Regions from separate parts of the Zea mays genome. Here region 1 is linked to region 2. Evidence: chromatin contacts called from public Hi-C data. All regions are on one chromosome and are shown on one strand. Each heading gives the region's core, a stretch centred on a gene start, on an enhancer-like site or on the middle of the called end of the contact. The rest is flanking DNA. Distances are from core to core; before and after follow the strand shown. Region 1 holds the start of LOC100276166. Region 2 holds the start of LOC100273809 (Ubiquitin-protein ligase/ zinc ion binding protein).

The links. A called contact is a pair of places that touch in the nucleus more often than the background predicts.
Region 1: a Hi-C map of root tip shows a contact between it and region 2, with 3 times the contacts expected there. The contact joins the promoter of LOC100276166 here to the promoter of LOC100273809 in region 2. A contact is called at or near these places in 9 of 25 Hi-C or Micro-C datasets (ear, endosperm, leaf and 3 more).

Annotation. Positions count from the first base shown.
Region 1 is chr3:94,600,446-94,604,614 of Zm-B73-REFERENCE-NAM-5.0, forward strand. LOC100276166 reads left to right here and starts at 1,589. Exons shown (of 2, transcript NM_001150017.3): 1 at 1,589-2,140. The coding sequence starts at 1,671.
Region 2 is chr3:94,205,114-94,208,851 of Zm-B73-REFERENCE-NAM-5.0, forward strand. LOC100273809 (Ubiquitin-protein ligase/ zinc ion binding protein) reads left to right here and starts at 2,100. Exons shown (of 2, transcript NM_001148210.1): 1 at 2,100-2,529. The coding sequence starts at 2,215.

The DNA.
Region 1 (4,169 bases), core at 339-2,838, 390 kb after region 2:
TTGACTACCTTTCCCCTTTTATATTATTATTTGACCACTGTGTGATGATGTCCAGTTATGTAACTGCTGTGTATGTGAATTGCTGATCTTGACACGTACATGGTTCGCATTCGGTTTGCCTTCTAAAACTGGGTGTGACATTTAATAAGGTATTTATAGTGAACTATGGGTAATGAAGTCAGGGTAGCTATTAAATGTTGTTGATGTTGTATTGATCTCGTCTTGCTGTACTATAAAATATGAACATGAGTATTAGATGAATATTAGTTGTATATTACATTAGCCACATGATCAAGTGCAAGGACGTTGGAATGTGATCTCGACTAGCTAATTCTAAGGTCAATTAATTATAAGTTTAATTAGTGTCTATATTTCTAATCAACCCGTCACACATATATCTAACTAAATCAGATTTACCGTGATCGACAATAACCTTGAGGACTAGTTTGGAAGCCAAAAACAAGAGAAGATTAAAGGGGTTAAAACATCTTTTTATTTAAAATTAAATAAAAATGAGATTTTAATTCCTCTAATCTCTTCGATTTTTAGCTCACAAACTACTCCTGAAATTTCTAAAGTCCAGCCACGTGACCGACACCACATCTTTAAATATAAATTAGAGAAGACACTTCTAGTCTTACCACTCACTTGAAATCACACATCCGATTGCTTGTACACAGAAAGATTTAGAAAATTCCGTTATCATCTATGCCAACGCTGGTGGTATCCGAGGTTGTCTTTTATCAATAGAGCCAGACTACTCTAATGCACTGTCTATGACCTGACACGTGTTTGGTTTGCTGCATCCAAAAAATAGAGCTCGCACGCACCGATGCATCCTAGGCTTATTTGCCTGCATCCATAGATACACGGAAAATAATCATATCTGGCGGACCAAGCTCACATGAGAATGACTGCGCACAGACAGCCATCCAATAAGACGGTATATTTTCATTGACAAAAGACGTATAAATCCCAAACATAACTCATATGCTATGGTGGTCCTGTTTAAAACCACTATAGTTAATAGTTAGCTACCTAATAAATTGTTATCTATGTGGAGGTAATTAATGAACTGTTGTTATTTGGCTAACAATTAGCGAGGGAATTAGCCGAGGATGTTTGCAACCTGGCCTATATCTATTCTATACGAACACTGCATTGCCATTGCCCGGTTGTCGGTGAGGAAGTTTTTTGTGACGATGTTTGGTTGTTCTATAACCATCGAATAAGCTCTAAGGAGCGAGGCCGGCAAAAGAAATTTGGCTTGGTTGGGTGATGCAGTTCTGTGGCTTTCGCGTGTTGATCCTGCTTTGGTAGATGGCTAGATGGCGTGCTCCATTGTCGGCTTGGTTTATGTCGTGCACTCCTAACCTGCATTTTGAAATTAGAGTGATCATGTGGAGATCTAAAGCCAGACATTGTGGATTTGCCATTATCCACACAACTTGTTGAATTTTGTATCATTTGGAATAAATTCTGAGTGTTTACGCAATAGCACCAGGTATGCTCCTAATAAAGTAGGTAGATTTCCAATTTTCTCGAAAAAAAGAAACTGCATAAACTGAATGCTTTCGGAACCCTGGTGGAGCCACGCACCTGGTTTCGTCCCCAAATCTCACTCAATCCCCAGTCCCGACACCCATCCTCTCCACCGAAGTCACCACCGCATGGACGACGCCGCGAATCCCACCCCTCCACCATCCACCTCCGCCGCATCCGCGGCGGCCGCGGCGGCGCAACACCAGCAGCTCCAGCGCCAACTCTTCCTAATGCAGCAGGCGCAGTCCCATCCGCAGCAGCTGTCGCAGCAGGCCATGTCCCGCTTCCCCTCCAACATCGACGCTCACCTCCGCCCTCTAGGGCCGCTTCGCTTCCAACAGCCCCAGCCCCAGCCCCAGCCGTCCCACTCCCAGGGTCCATCTCAGTCGCCGTCGCAGGCCACGCAGCAGGCGTCACCCCAGCAGCAGCAGCAGCAGGCGGCGGCGGCGGCGGCAGCGGCGCAGGCACAAGCACAGGCCCAGGCCCAGGCGGCACGGGTACGAAGCCCCGAGATGGAGATGGCGCTGCAGGACGCCATGCGGGTCTGCAATCCGGACGTCAAGACGCCCTTCCAGTCCATCGAGGACGCTGTCAACAGGTGCGCTACCGTCGGATTCATGCCAAATCTTGCTACTTTCCTGTTCAGATGTTTATCTAAATCTCGATCTCGAGGTATATCGTTTGAAACACGTATTTGCGGCCAAGGGGAGGTTGTGTAAATGATGGGTTAAGCATTTATTTAACAGATCTCCACGGTTTTAACATGGTGATTGAGGTTTGCGTGAAAATTTCGTCCGTTTGATGTAGTGCTAATTGATGATATATTTTTGGTTATGCCTTGCATGTTTGTTCGGTTGGATGCAATAATGGGCTGGTTACTATGTCGAATCTGATTACTTCTGATTGATGCATATCCTTTTTGGCTGTTGGCTAGCGAATGCTTTCAGAAACCACCTCTTCTGTTTAGCTATTTTGGGCAGTAAGTCTAGCAGTGCTTTGTATTCTGTAAATAGGCATTTCAAATGTATTAATTGCTGTCATTGCATTATAATATTTGTTTTGGGTGAAAAATTCAGTCTTATCTTTGTCAGTAGATTTCAAGTTTTGTTCATCTCTTCCAATGTTGTATAGCATTGTGAAACCAGATGGTGGCATTGTGGAAGTATTTGGTAAGAGTTGGTATTGAACTTCACAAATGTAACATTGCACATTCTGTATTGAAGTACAAACAGATGGGATGATTATCCTTCTTTATGTTAATAAATCTGTATAGAAACAAAATTGGTCATTCAATAATCAATACTATTCTCAGAATTACATTTCTGTACTACAACAATTATTTTATCAAACAAGTTAAAAAAACTATCTTGGGAATTTTATCCAACCTGTTTTTTTCTAAGTCATGTTTAAGAAGGTAGGTTTGTAATTTTTACTGTTACAAGCAGTTATACTAATTGCTATTAAATACTACTCAAGTTACATTTAGCATTCTGTATTCAGTGCTGAGTTGCTTCATTTGTTTATGGTTACCTGTTACTCCTTTGGTTACAAATACTTGAACGACGTTTTTGGGTTGTCTGAACTCAGTCATTCTATTCTTTGATAACAAGTTACATTTTTATGTGTTGAGTTCGAGTGTTTGAAAACTACACAAGCACATTTAAATAGTAAGGTAGTGTCATAATAGTTCACTTTTATTATATAACTATATATTATAATTAAAAATTTGGGTCACCGGTATCAATGTGTAAAACAGCACTTATTTGCAGCTAAATGGAGTATATCATTACTATACCTTTGTCTTTTTATATTTATATAAAAACCCAATCGAATGGAGTCCATTCGTTTCATTGAACTTGCCTTTGATGCTATGAATGTTTAGTCACATGTAGCAGTTTATGCCTTGGTGTATTAAGAGGGTGCACTAACTGTGCTTGTTGATTCCCTGTTTTCTATTGCTAGTGTTATTGTTGTACCCTTACTTGAGTGGTGTTCAGCGATGAAGTTTTGATACAACACCATACGTTGTTGGGAACTGATTTGCATTTTGTCTTTTCTTTCTTTCTGCAACACAGTGTAGATCATTAAGCCAGATGTTTTGTTGACTTATTCAAATGGATACTCCTTTTTCTCATTATCATGCCACATGTGTAATTCATAATCACATCATGTGATTGGGAACATACCATGTAGGACGTCATATATGGTTCTGGCTGATGGGGCCAAAGATGAACATAGGTAGCTTATAGGATTCATGTTTTTTGCTTCGTTGAGGCGTCTTGTTGCGCTGGGATTGTGCCACATGTGTTGTCTTGCACGTGAGAGATGCTTCTACTCACCCGCGACATGCTTATGTCAGTGGGGCAATAATTAATCTCTACTCCTTTAAAGCGTCACTTTCGTTGTGCATTCTCCTTCCTTCCGCATCCCTACGGGCCATGCAGCCCACACGACACATAACCACTTCCTCTCCAGTCAGTGACACAGAACCGCTCCCTCTCCTCAGTCATGCGCCCGTCATTTTCTCCGCGATCTCCACTTCGCCTAGTTTGGCGCATCACTGAGGAAGAGGAGGGAGAGGGCGAGTCCACGCGCGCAGAGGAGGGCGAATCTGCGTGAGGAGAGGA
Region 2 (3,738 bases), core at 850-3,349:
AATAGCTGATTCAAAACAAATACCTTAAGAATGCAACCCTAAGCTAGGTGTGCAAAAACCAGGCGACTCACACTTTTGGTCAGGCCTAATGGATATTAAAAACCAAATTCTAAATCTAGGAACTTTTATAGTAAAGAATGGGACCCAAGTAAGGTTTTGGGAAGATAATATCAATTTTCCTCTCTGTTTAATATCATCCGAAAAAATGCAACTATGGTTGAAGTCCTTTGTTCATTGCCTTCGAATATTTCCTTCAAGAGATCTTTGATGGGGAACAAGCTCACAGATTGGCATAGTTTGTTTTTCCAAATGATGAACTTAGTGTTAATAGAAGGGAATGACGTGTTTAGCTAAAAGCTTCATAGAAACAGACATTTCTCAGTATGGTCAATGTATAAATATCTTATCAACAATAATATTAGAGTGTCACAGGCTATCTGGCATACATAGTTACCATTGAAGATTAAAATATTCTTGTGGCACCTTAAAAAGGGGTGTTATTAACTAAAGATAATCTTAGTAGAAGGAATTTGAAAGGGGACAAAATTTGTGTGGTTTGTAGCTCTACCTAGACAATACAACATTTATTTTTTAGTGCTCTTTATGCAAAATTCTTGTGGTGTGTTTACCATATAGCCTTAGGTATTGCTTCACCTCTAGGGACCAGTAATCTTTTTGGAACCTGGTCTCACAATGGAGGGCACAACAATATACTTATGTTGGGAGCATCCAGTTTTTGCTGGGTTTTATGGTTATCTAGAAATGATGTTGTTTTTAGAAAAATCATCCAAAACCTTTTTTTGTAGGTTCTATTCAAGGGAACTTGTTGGCTTCACCTATGGGCCAAGTTGCAGTGAAAGTGAAGAGTGAACTCAAATTATTGTTGATGGTTGTCAATGAATGGAGTCGGTGGCCTTACAAGTGTTTGCATCTTTTGGCCGCCCACATGTGGTTAGGATCTCCTTTTGATTTTTGGACTCTGTAGTGGTTAATAACTTTCTTTGAAATGGTTTTGTAATAATCCTGGTATGATTCTATCTTTTGAGAGTTGAAGCTGGAAACAAGTTTCCATTATCTAAATAAGTAGATATTGCTAACAACAATGCAAGATGTCGCTTACCTTGAGAAAACCATTAGAATAGGGGTAGTAAAGCACCGAGGAGACGAACACATTTGTTGGTTGACGAATTCTTGTTTATTAGAGTGCAAACTATTTCATTATATTGTCATACAGATCTGAAGCGATAAACACTCCTTAACCATACTTTCTATCTAATCTACTACCTATGCATATGGTCTATCTTTCCACTGTGTTGAGATCCTAGCTAACAAAGGTCGATATTGAGCGAGTTAGTAGTGTGGTCGGTTGAACACAAGTCGATAGTGAGCGAGTTAGTAGTGGTGTCGGTTGTTGACGTGATGGTAGTTAATAATTATGAACACATATACACCTATATGCAATATAACTAGTCATACACCCATACATTGCTACAAATTCTATATATCATATAAGTAGACTTTGTTTTAATAAAACACAAAAAACATGTGTTTTATTGATTAGGTGAGTATAGATGTACAACAAACAAAGGTTCATACTTCCACTTATATACAATTGCCTAATTTTTTATAAAATGGGAAGAGTGACGTGAAAACCATAAAAACTGGTGTTTTATATTAATATTTTTTTGTATTTTTTCAATTTTAAAATGATACAAGTCTTCCTCTTTATGGAGTACGATTTTTTGTGGAGGGTTGTTTGGTTTCTAGTGACTAAATTTAGTCCATCAATTTTATTCATTTTAGTCTCTAATTATGTGTTTAGTTTGAGGTCAAAGTATGATGAGGCAGGGGCGATATCGTTCCCTCGATTTTTTGGAACCATGTCGCTACAAAAAAATTACTCCGATGTTCATCTTGCCTCCGCGTGACTCTCATCCAAATATTATAAAAAATGTGACCATCCCTTCTATCCATTTTTATACGTTCCAACCAAGCACACCATAAATTATCAAATAGTTTCCGTATTTAAAAATTTAAAGATTAAAATAGAATAAAACTTTATTTTAGTCTATACTAACCAGAACCCCGTGCTGTTCGGTAACCAAACCCACACAACAAAGGCCGCGCGGCTGTTGGATAACCAAGGCGTCGGAGGATTTGCCTGCCGTGTAGTTCTTCCTCGTTGGCACCCGGCTCCGCACTGGTAAGAAATCCATGGCCAAATTCTCCTTTAACGACGCCGATGAAGACCCTCCAACCTTCTCTTCCGAGGGTGAAAAGAGAAAGCGCGATGACGGCCCAGGCGAAGCGGCGGCAAGCGGAGGACCCTCTAAGGCCCGAATTCTGACGGTCGAGGGCGAAGAGCAGGATGGAGGTGCGGTGGTAGGGGCGGGGAGGGCTGAAGGGAACGGCAGCAAGGGGGTGGAGACGGTAGTTGGCGGAGAGGCTGACGGGATTAGTGTGCGCATCGACCCGGATGTGCTCGATTGCTCCATCTGCTTCGATCCCCTCCAACCGCCCCTCTACCAGGTAGTTATTCCCGTTTTGAAAATCGCCTATATTGCTTGATTCCCCGTAGTAATTTGGGTAGGATGACATAATATGCTGTAAAAGCATAATATGATTAGCATCCTAGTTCCTGAAATGTTTGTACAAACTGTAAGAACTAAGAAGCAACAGTTTGTTACTAAATTGAGGATATGAAAGGAGACAGTAACATATAAATACAAAGCAGTTGACTTACCAGTGTGCGTGCAGCACGCTTCGACAAAATTTTCATTCATATCCTTCATGTATGGTTTTGTAGCAACCGTGATTTGAAGGCAGCTAAACGCTGTACTCAATCCTGACTATGACTTCCCAAAATGCCTGCAATTGAATCAATACTTATCTGTCTCAAACAGTTGAACCTGACATTTAGAAACAAAGGCAAGTAACTGCTCTTCTGACCACATGGATTATTAAATCCTTTTTTTAACGTAATGGCATGAGCTCTGTCTTTCCATTAAGAAGATTAGAATTGATCAAGTTTTAAGGAAAACTGGGCCCGAAACCTAAACAGAGTGCCCAAACAACACAAGCAGCGACAACCCCACACACAAAGCTCATCTAGAGTCATCGTTGCCGAGCTCAACACAAGATACAAGCACCTTCGACTTTGCCAGACGGGCCGCACACGGCCAAAAGAAAAACGACGACGCCTACACCTAAAACCTAGCACAGAAGGACAAAGACCGCGACGCGCCATCGTTGCCAAGCCTCAACACACCCACACTCTAGGCAACTCTGATTCTTCACCAATGATCTTTATCCAACACCCACCTTCAGTTTTTTGCCTGGCCAGATCTCGAGGAAGGGGGTTCACCTCATGTCATCGTTACCGAGCCACATTCCCTAACGAGGCAGCTTCGACTTCACGTTGCAAAAAACCCACCACCCGCAATCCAGATGCCGAGAAGCGAAAGCATCAACAGATGGCAACGTCGAGGCTGAGACAAACTCAAACGTGACGCCTTCAGGAATGGAGTGACGTCTAGGACGCCACTGTCACATGTCCAAGATGGATCGGGCTTTCGCCCATGGAAGACAGCAATGCAACAACCTCAACAGGGGAAGTGGTGACCACGAGTGTCACCGTCGCCGAGGCTTTCACCCAAGATGCCCTCCAGCACATCATTAGGCCAGGACCCTAGGTCAAAGCATGCAGCCTCTGCCGTCGCCACCACCCTGGCCTCCGCT